Linked DNA regions of Canis lupus: region 1 is linked to region 2. A link is a contact called in public Hi-C data. All regions are on one chromosome and are shown on one strand. Each heading gives the region's core, a stretch centred on a gene start, on an enhancer-like site or on the middle of the called end of the contact. The rest is flanking DNA. Distances are from core to core; before and after follow the strand shown. Region 1 holds the start of CCDC153 (coiled-coil domain-containing protein 153). Region 2 holds the start of USP2 (ubiquitin carboxyl-terminal hydrolase 2).

What was found. Hi-C and Micro-C count contacts between places; a contact is called where the count stands out from the background.
Region 1: a contact with region 2 is called in a Hi-C map of blood, with 3 times the contacts expected there. The contact joins the promoter of CCDC153 here to the promoter of USP2 in region 2. A contact is called at or near these places in 2 of 9 Hi-C or Micro-C datasets (both in blood).

Annotation. Positions count from the first base shown.
Region 1 is chr5:14,703,043-14,707,444 of UU_Cfam_GSD_1.0, reverse strand. CCDC153 (coiled-coil domain-containing protein 153) reads right to left here and starts at 2,388. Exons shown (of 6, transcript XM_038535940.1): 1 at 1-2,388. It overlaps CBL (E3 ubiquitin-protein ligase CBL), which reads left to right and starts at 3,752. Exons shown (of 17, transcript XM_038535923.1): 1 at 3,752-4,125. The coding sequence starts at 4,093.
Region 2 is chr5:14,549,554-14,553,972 of UU_Cfam_GSD_1.0, reverse strand. USP2 (ubiquitin carboxyl-terminal hydrolase 2) reads right to left here and starts at 2,363. Exons shown (of 14, transcript XM_038535908.1): 1 at 2,206-2,363. All of the region lies in intron 2 of LOC111095807 (a long non-coding RNA gene), which reads left to right.

The DNA of each region.
Region 1 (4,402 bases), core at 1,139-3,638, 150 kb before region 2:
AGGCCTCAGGGAGGTATTCTAGAGTGTGTGAGCGAAAGAAATGCAGGAGAAGGCAGCTGAGAGAGTTTCTCAGTTTGGAGAGAGGAGACACAGAGGAGAGGAGGACCCACAGACTCCAGGGTGCTGACATAAAGGGCTGCAGATGTAGAAGAAAGGGTAGTAGTGGGAGACAAGAGCCATGAGTTCTAGTCCTCCCTCCAGTTACGTAAACTTGGGTCAGTTGTTTAATTTTGCTCAACCTCAGTTTCCTAGTTTTTATTATATATATTTTAAAGATTTTATTTATTTATTCATGAGAGACACGCAGAGAGAGGCAGAGACATAGGCAGAGGGAGAAGCAGGCTCCCTGTGGGGAGCCCCATGCAGGACTTGATTCCAGGACCCCAGGATCACGCCCTGAGCCAAAGGCAGACACTCAACCACTGAGCCACCCAGGTACCCCTTAGTTTCCTGGTCTTTAAGTCTTTGATTTGGTAAATCCTAAAAGGGCTGGGTTTTAACTGGGAATTCACAGGGCCATCTTCCCTTGCGGGGACTTAATTTATTGCCTCTCTTCCTCTATTCCCTTCTGTGGCTGGTTTTCAGTCAGGTGCTGCGAAACTCCTTTGCTAGGCTTCATGTAGAATTGAGTTGGTCGGGGCTCCCTCTAGTGGACTTGCTTGACCTCAGGAGTCTCCTCAATTTTTCTACTTAAATTATTGGGCCATGGGATCCCTGGGTGGCGCAGCGGTTTGGCGCCTGCCTTTGGCCCAGGGCGTGATCCTGGAGATCCGGGATCGAATCCCACATCGGGCTCCCGGTTGCTTCTCCCTCTGCGTCTCTCTCTCTCTCTCTTTCTGTGACTATCATAAATAAATAAAAATAAAAAAAAATTATTGGGCCATGTTGGGAGTGCCTCTCTCTAGGGGATACTTCCTAGCCTCTTGCTGGGGCATGAGTGGTTGGAAAAATGGTTCTGGGGAAGGGAGTATGATGGGTGACTTGTCCTTGTTAGGCAACCCCCAACCCTCTCTCCTCCAGCCCTGTGTTAGTTATTCTGGAGCTTTTTCATCTGTCTGCTGCCTGGATCTCTGGGAACCATACACTTGCTAGAATGAAAACAGCAAAAAACATCAGGGATTTTCCCTTTGTGGATCAAGGAACCTGCAGATTCTCTTGTTATTTCTCTCAATCTCTGTCCCCCTCAACATTTTTGGTCAATTGCCTGTCCTCAGGAGCAGATCTGAAGAAATAGCTTTGCGATCTGGGTTTTAAAAATCCTTTCCCTGGGGAGTGGAGAGATTCAGATGGGGCTGATTTATGCTTATTTGTCACCTTGGTGGCTGCTGGGTACTTCTCTGATGCTTGAGAGATTTTACAGAGTATAGAGAAGAATACTTGCCTTTTCTGGGGCTTATAGTTCCCGTAATGTAGGGTCAGATAACTTTGTTCACAACTCCCAAATCTGGAGAATACTTTTCTTCTCATCTTGAAGTGTGTTTCATTTATTCTCCCCTCAGAACTCTTTCCTCTGCATAGGAATGCAGGAGAGGTTCCCACCACAGTCCTCTCCTCATCTAGAAGCCTGTTTGGGGTCACTTTTCAGGGAATGATTGGTTTCTGCATTGTGCTGATGCATGCGATGACATTTTGAGGACAGAGTTTACAGAATACAAACAACATATCACGCCTCAGAAGAGGATTTACTTTTCAAATATGTTCAGTCAACCGACTTTCAGGTGCAGAATGAGGATGTGGTTTGGGTGAAGGTGAAATGGAAGAAGAAAAGTGCCCCATGTCACATGATGTGATGATACAAACTGAGCCAGATCTAGAATGACCCAAGAATGCGAATGACATTGTGATCAACAATCCAATCCCCATCCTCAGTATGCTTTGAAAACAAGCCAAGTAAAAATTGTGGTGGTTGGGGGGAAGGTCAATCTTTCCTTCTTTTTTTCATTAACTTCAGATTAGAAGTGAAAAATAAGAAAGATCATCTCAGCAGAACTCTGTCCTCCTTTGAATAGGATTCCATCTGGGAGTTTTGAAGAGATATAGAGGAAAGAACTGTCACTCCCTCTGCTTTATTCAAATGCGAGAGAGAGTTTATTTGTATATTTAAAGAAATGTGGCTTTAAAAAAAAATTTTGATAGGGCACCTGGGTGGCACAGTTAGGCATCTGACTCCTGATTTGGGCTCAAGTCCTCATCTCAGGGTGGTGAGATTGAGCCCCTCCTTGGATCATGAGCTCAGTGCAGATGGAGTTTGCGGGAGATTCTCTGCCCCTCCATTCACTTGCTCCACTTGTGTGTGCCATGCACATTCTCTCTCTCTCTCTCAAATAAATAAATCTTAAAAAAAAGTATGTATTTTTTTCTTTTTTGAGAGGAGGGAAGGGAAGAGAGGGAATCTTTTTTTTTTTTAAAGACTTATTTATTTATTCATGAGAGACACAGAGAGGCAGTGACACAGGCAGAGGGAGAAGCAGGCTCCATGCAGGGAGCCTGATGTGGGACTCGATCCTGGGTCCCCAGGATCATGCCCTGGGCTAAAGGCAGACACTAAGCCACTGAGCCACCCAGGGATCCCAAAGAGAGGGAATCTTAAGCAGGCTCTATACCCAGTGTAAGCCCAATACAGGGCTTGACCTCACGACTCTGTCATCATGACCTGAGCTGAAATCCAGAGTCCAGGGCTTAACCGACTGAGTCACCCAGGCGCCACCAGAGATACAGCTTCTGCAAGCAGAAACAAAGTACAAATTATACAGTTACACTCTATCCAGGTGGTGCCGAAGATAATACAAATTGGAAGGCTTAAAGGAAGCCAGAGATGTGTAGATGAACCAGATGAACTCATATAGGCCCAAGGGTTAATTTCTTACCTGTTACTCCAGTAAATCTAGCATTTGATGATGAGGGGGAAAAATACCCTGTGTACCTACAACGTGTTAGGTACCCCAGAAGACCAAAGTCAATGAAATAGCATAGCATAAATAAATGTGGTACCTGTGAGAATGAACAGTTAGTGAAATTTATTTTTATTATTATTTTTAAAAATTATTTATTTATTCATGAGAGACAGAGAGAGAGGCAGAAACATAGGCAGAGGGAGAAGAGAAGCAGGCTTCCTGTGGGAAGCCTGAAGTGGGACTCCACCCCAGGACCCCTGGCACCATGAGCCAAAGGCAGATGCTCAACCACTGAGCCACCCAGGTGCCCCCAGTTTTGACAGTTATCTTAGAGCCTTGCCTAGATTTTCCTTTGGGAGATTTCTTCTCTCTCTCTCTCTCTCTCTCTCTCTTTTTTTTTAAAGATTTCTTCTCTTTCTAGGCAGGAACTGATAAGAGGAAATTCTGATAGTAAACGATAATGTTGACTCCATAATCAATCTTAGATAAAGGCCATTGAATTTCAAAGCAAGGATGTCTGGCTTATGAGTCCTTGAGTTCAGAGAGATTTTTCTCCCCTCTATGCCAGGAGCACATGATACACTTAATTCCTTAATCAGTTAAGGGCTTTGTGGAAGACCCAGGTAGGGGATCTAAGACAGAATTGAGCATTTAACAGACACGCTAGAGCCTGCAAGCTCCCAAAGAGGAGGCTCAGAATTAGCAAATCAGGGCAGGGCACTTCCTTCTTTTGGAAGAAAAGTTCCCCTTTTTTTTTTCAGAGTTTTTCCAACAGAACTTTTTAGATTAGAGAAGTGGAAATGACTGGGAACTGCATTTCTGTTCCACGCGGGGAGTGAGTCCTCCCCTGGCCAGGGCCGGCAGCTGCCTCGGGCCTGGGCCGCTGTGGTCAAGGCCTGGAGCTGGCGGAGCTGACCTGCGGGGCAACGCACGGAGCCCAAGGCGCTGAGCCCGGGAACCTCAAGCACACACTCAATTCCCAGAAAAGGAACTAGTGTTCAGAAGCCAAAAAGGGGGAAGTGTTTTGTTTTCAGAAGGTCAAGGGCCCTGGAAGACGAGCTTGCGGGCTGAGCGTCTCACGCCTTTCTGGGGAGTGATCAGGCTTGAACCATCTGTCACATTCCCGACTTCGTGAGTTCACAGCACCAAGGGGCGGGGAAAAGAACTTCCGTTTCTCTCCCACAATGTGGAGACGCCAATGAACTTTAAGCTGTATTTCCTCATCCGTCAGGTAAGGGGGAAAAAAGACCGGACGTTCGGGGTCTTTCCTACCGCCGCCTGCCTTCAGGTCAATTTTCCAACGACCCCTGCAAGGAGCGCCGACCCTCCAGCCCACAAGGAACATGGAGGGCTCGGCTTCCGCCCAGTGCGCAGACTCCACGCAGACCCCGCCCCCTTCCGTGCCCGGCTTCTCCGGCAGAGGGCGCAGGCGCAGAGGCTCCGCCAGGGCCCGCCCCCGGGGGGGGGCAGGGGAGGGGTAGGCGGCGCGGAAACTTGGCGGCGGCTTT
Region 2 (4,419 bases), core at 1,114-3,613:
CAGGCCCTGTTGGGCAGCCTCTCACATGCTCCCCCAAACACAAAGGGCTCCCTGGACAGCGGCCCCATGAAGCTCACATACTACACGGGCAGCTACTGACCTGTGTCCGGGGGCACTGGGCAGGATCTGGGGGCTTCTCCTTCCCCAGCAAGGCAGGGAGCGCGGTAGAGAGCCCAGAGGCTGAAGTCTGACTGGGGCTGGGTAATCCGGAGCTCAGGTTACGGACTCCGATATATATAGTATCTTATCTGACCTCACAGAGATGGCTAGCTCAACTCACTTGCATTCCAGGCCAGGGGAGAATTAAAGGGGCAGTGGCCAGCCCTCCCTCGAGGTGTTGCCCCAGTGGGCCACTGCCAGGCAAGGAGATCGTGGGAGGGCTCTTTGGAGGGGGGCATTTTGAAGTGGAACAGAAGAGGGATCCAAGGGGAGACGAATGAAAAGAGGGTAGAGGGATGGGGATGGAATGGAGAGGAAAGGAGAGGAGGAAGCCTCGGTGCTGGTGCAAATCCTCCCTTTTGAGGTAGAGACCTAGAGATCCGGGGTGCACAGGTAGTGACAGGCGGGACCTGCTCTCAGGCATTCGGTTCCAAATTCTTTTATAATGGACTTCTTTCTAGGCCTGGGCTTGTATTCCAGTTCTTTCCCTTTTATTGGCTGAGACAGTGGGCAAGTCATGTAAGCTGTCTGGACCTTAGTGATTTGATCTGTAAAACAGGAGTAAAGAGTATAATAATGCTATATATCTCACCATTGTGAGAATTAAATAATATTTGTAAATTTCCTGGCACATGGTAAAATTTCAATAAATGATAGTAATGATTATGCTGAATACTTCCACTAATTGTTACAATTAATGGGAGTATTTGTAGTTGCACCTGCCACGGAAGCCTTCCTAGGGAGAATAGGGCCTCTGGGCCACCCCTTGGGAGTGCTCAGTTCTAACACTAGACAATAGCCCCGTGGTTTTCTGAGCTGCTCCATGTCCCATAACTGGCAAGGGCCAATGACTCTTGCTATATTCCCAGATGTCCAGCCCATCCAGTGGAGAAGAGCCAGGTCGATTACGGCCCTTTCCCCCTTTGCCTAGAAAAATAAAGCAAGTGCAGCTGCCCCGAGGCTACCAGGAGAAAGCTGCTCTGGGGTGGTTCCACTCTACCTGTCGGAGTGCTCAGGATTCCAAGGCCACAGAGCTGGGCTGGGCAGGCTCACAGGAGGATGGAGCAGGATTCTTTCTTAACCTCTTGGGCCTTGGTGCTCTTGTCTGCTCCCAGTCTGTGTCTCCTGTTTCTCGATGGCTCTCCCTGAGGACTGGGAGTACCCAGGATGGTGCCTCCACCCTGTCTCAGCAGAGGCTACTGACTCAGCTTGGGTCCTGGTGATGCACTTCAGAGGACGCCCTCGTCCCTGGCCCTCATTCCAATCGTCATTCCGACTCCAGTTTGGCACGTATCTACAGTATCAGAGGAGTGGGGGATGCCCCAACCCAGCCTAACCAGCTTTCCTCTCCTCCACTTTGCGGGTTTGGACTCGGGGACCTTCTCATGCCCATGCCTGGGGAGGTGGACATCACCACCATCTCCAGCTCAGCCCCATTCTAAAAGCTGCCAGATGAGGAGGTAGACGTTCACTCGTGGGGGGTGGGGGGGTCCCACCTAGAATGGCTTGGCCAGGGCTTCCCGTGGCTAAGTGTAAGTTACTCGCCCTGGAGCACCGCGTGCCTGCTTCTGGTTTGGGATTGGTGAGAATTTCAAAGATGCCTCTCTCTGGTTTGGGATTGGTGGAAAATCTCCCCCTCCACTTAACTGCTGCCCTCCCCCCACCCCCACCCCTTTGGCAAACTGACCAGAGAGAGCCCGCCGGAGCTTGAACTGGGCGCACACGTGGGGAAGGGGTTGTCAGCGACCAGGCGTCACTCTCAGGCCATACACCACACGGGGCACAGAGCCCCGGACCTGCCCAAGCAGGGTTTCCTTAGAACACAGTGATCAGCACACAGATGGCTCTTCCTGGCACCCCGGGCTGTCAGCTGGCAGCCCCCCCCCAACTGGCGCCCACAGCTGGAGCTCCTCCGCACAGCGGGCGCTCGCCCTACATAGCTGGTGCCCATTCCACCCAGGCTGTCGTTGACACCTCACTTTCTGAGCCTCCGACCGCGCTGACCTCCGCATCCCTCCTCCCCGGTCTCCGACAGGTGGCACATACCTGCCTCTTCTCCGAGGATGGACGAGTGGGGCCGGGCGCAGGCATGGAGCTGCGGGTGAGTCCCGGCTGGTGCTGGCGCGGCGCAGTGAGCAGCGGCTGACGCAGAGGGCTCCCCGGCCTCGCTCCTGCCCGCCTCTCCCCCACCTCCGCCGGGGCCGGGTGAGGACCTCCCCGGGAAATCGGCGCCACCCAGCGGGCAGCCGCCTCATTGCGCCCCGGCCGGCAGAGCCCCACCGCGCGTCTCGCGTCACTGAGACGCGTCACGGCGATTGGCTTGTTCCCAGTGTGACGTCAGGGGAGCCCCGCCCGGCCGGCGTCTCCCAGGCGACGGGTATATACAGAGCGGCACGTGGCGGGAAAGCGGCGCGCGAGCTTGGAGGGGGCGGAGCCGGTGGGAGGCGGGCCCGCGGGGGGCGGGGGGCGGGGCCCGGGCCGCGGGCAGGTAGCGGGGGGAGGCCCGGGGCTTGGGCGCCGGGGGTGTGTGTGAGGGTATGTGTAAGCGTATGTATGTGTGGTGTGTGTGTGTTTGCACGTGTACACACACGTACACACACACAGACCTCAGCTTCCAGGTTTGGGGGAGGCCAAATGCTCCCGCTCCTTCCCACCGGCCTGGGAGGGAGCCTGTTCTTTGCCTCTCCTCCTTTTCTCTCCTCCGAAGCACACTCTGCTCATTTTGCTAACATGGAACCGGTGATTGGTGATGATTGCTGATGGCTCCCTGAGGGGGTAAACAGAGGCACTTAGCGGAAGGGAGTCTTTTTACTTTTTCAAGAAAAGGCCGAGACAGAACTTCGCCTGCCCCCATTCGTTTGTGTCTTCATGGTGTTGAAGAAAATCGCGCAGCCAGGTAGATTGGTGCCAAGGCAAACCCAGGTTTTCTTTTCTTTTTTTTTTTCTTTTCTTCTTCTTCTTATTTCTTTTTTTTTTTTTTAAGATTTTATTTATTTGACAGCGAGCACGAGCAAGGGGAGGGGCGGAGGGAGAGGGAGAAGCAGGCTCTCTGTTGAGCAGGGAGCCTGACAAGGGGCTCCATCCCAGGACCCCAAGATCATGCCCTGAGCCAAAGGCAGACACAACCCACTGAACCACTCAGGCGCCCCTAAACCCAGGTTTTCAATTTCACCTGGCTTGTTGGTTCTTCCAAGTGTCCTTATGTCCTCCCCCGCCCCCATGGCTGCTCTAGCTGGCCATCACCATTCTCAAAGTCCCTCCTTGTCTTCTATTTCCCAGAGAAACTAGGGGCAACCTGGAGGGAAATACTTAAATTTCTGCCTGCAAACATATCCGAATCCATTCTTTTTTAAAAGAATTTATTTACTCGTGCGAGACACACACAGAGAGAGGCAGAAACAGGCAGGGGGAGAAGCAGGCTCCATGCAGGGAGCCCGACGTGGGACACGATCCTGGGTCTCCAGGATCATGCCCTGGGACGAAGGCGGGGGCCAAACCGCTGAGCCACCCAGGGATCCCCCGGAATCCATTCTTACCTCTACTTACTCTAGGGCAATGAAAGAGGAAGCTTCTCTCTTCTTGTCCAAGGTGAATCCCTTCTTTTTTTTTTTTTTTTTAAGATTTTATTTATTCATAGGCACACAGAGAGAGGGGCCGAGACACAGACAGAGGGAGAAGCAGGCGCTATGCAGGGAGCCTGATGTGGGACTCGATCTCGGGTCTCCAGGATCACACCCCAGGCTGCAGGCGGCGCTAAACCGCTGCGCCACCGGGGAATCCCTTCTGATCCCAGCTCTAGCACACTCCCTTGGGGCCCTCATTCCACCACGTTTTAGGGATAGCTATTGGATGTACTGGGTACTCTTCTATGTACCCCCCCCCCCCCCGGGGTGGGGGGGAACTGCAGCAAGCAAAACAGGCAAAACTTACTTTTGCCTTCAAGGAGCTTACATTCTCCAAGAAGCAGAAGATAATGACCAAATAAGTGAAATCTGTAGTACATTAGGTAGCAGTAGGAGCTATGGAAGGCAATGAAACGGAGGGGGATACAGTGTGTAAGGTGTCATCAGAGATGGTCTCAATGAAGTGGTGACATCTGAGTGAACTGAAGGGGATGAGGGAGTGAATCATCTGGCTATCTTAGGGAAGAACGTTCTAGGCAGAGGTGGACTATAAACGCAGAGGTTGCGAGGTGGAAACACACTTGCCATTTAAAAAAAGATTTTATTTATTCGTGAGAGACACACAGAGAGGCAGAGA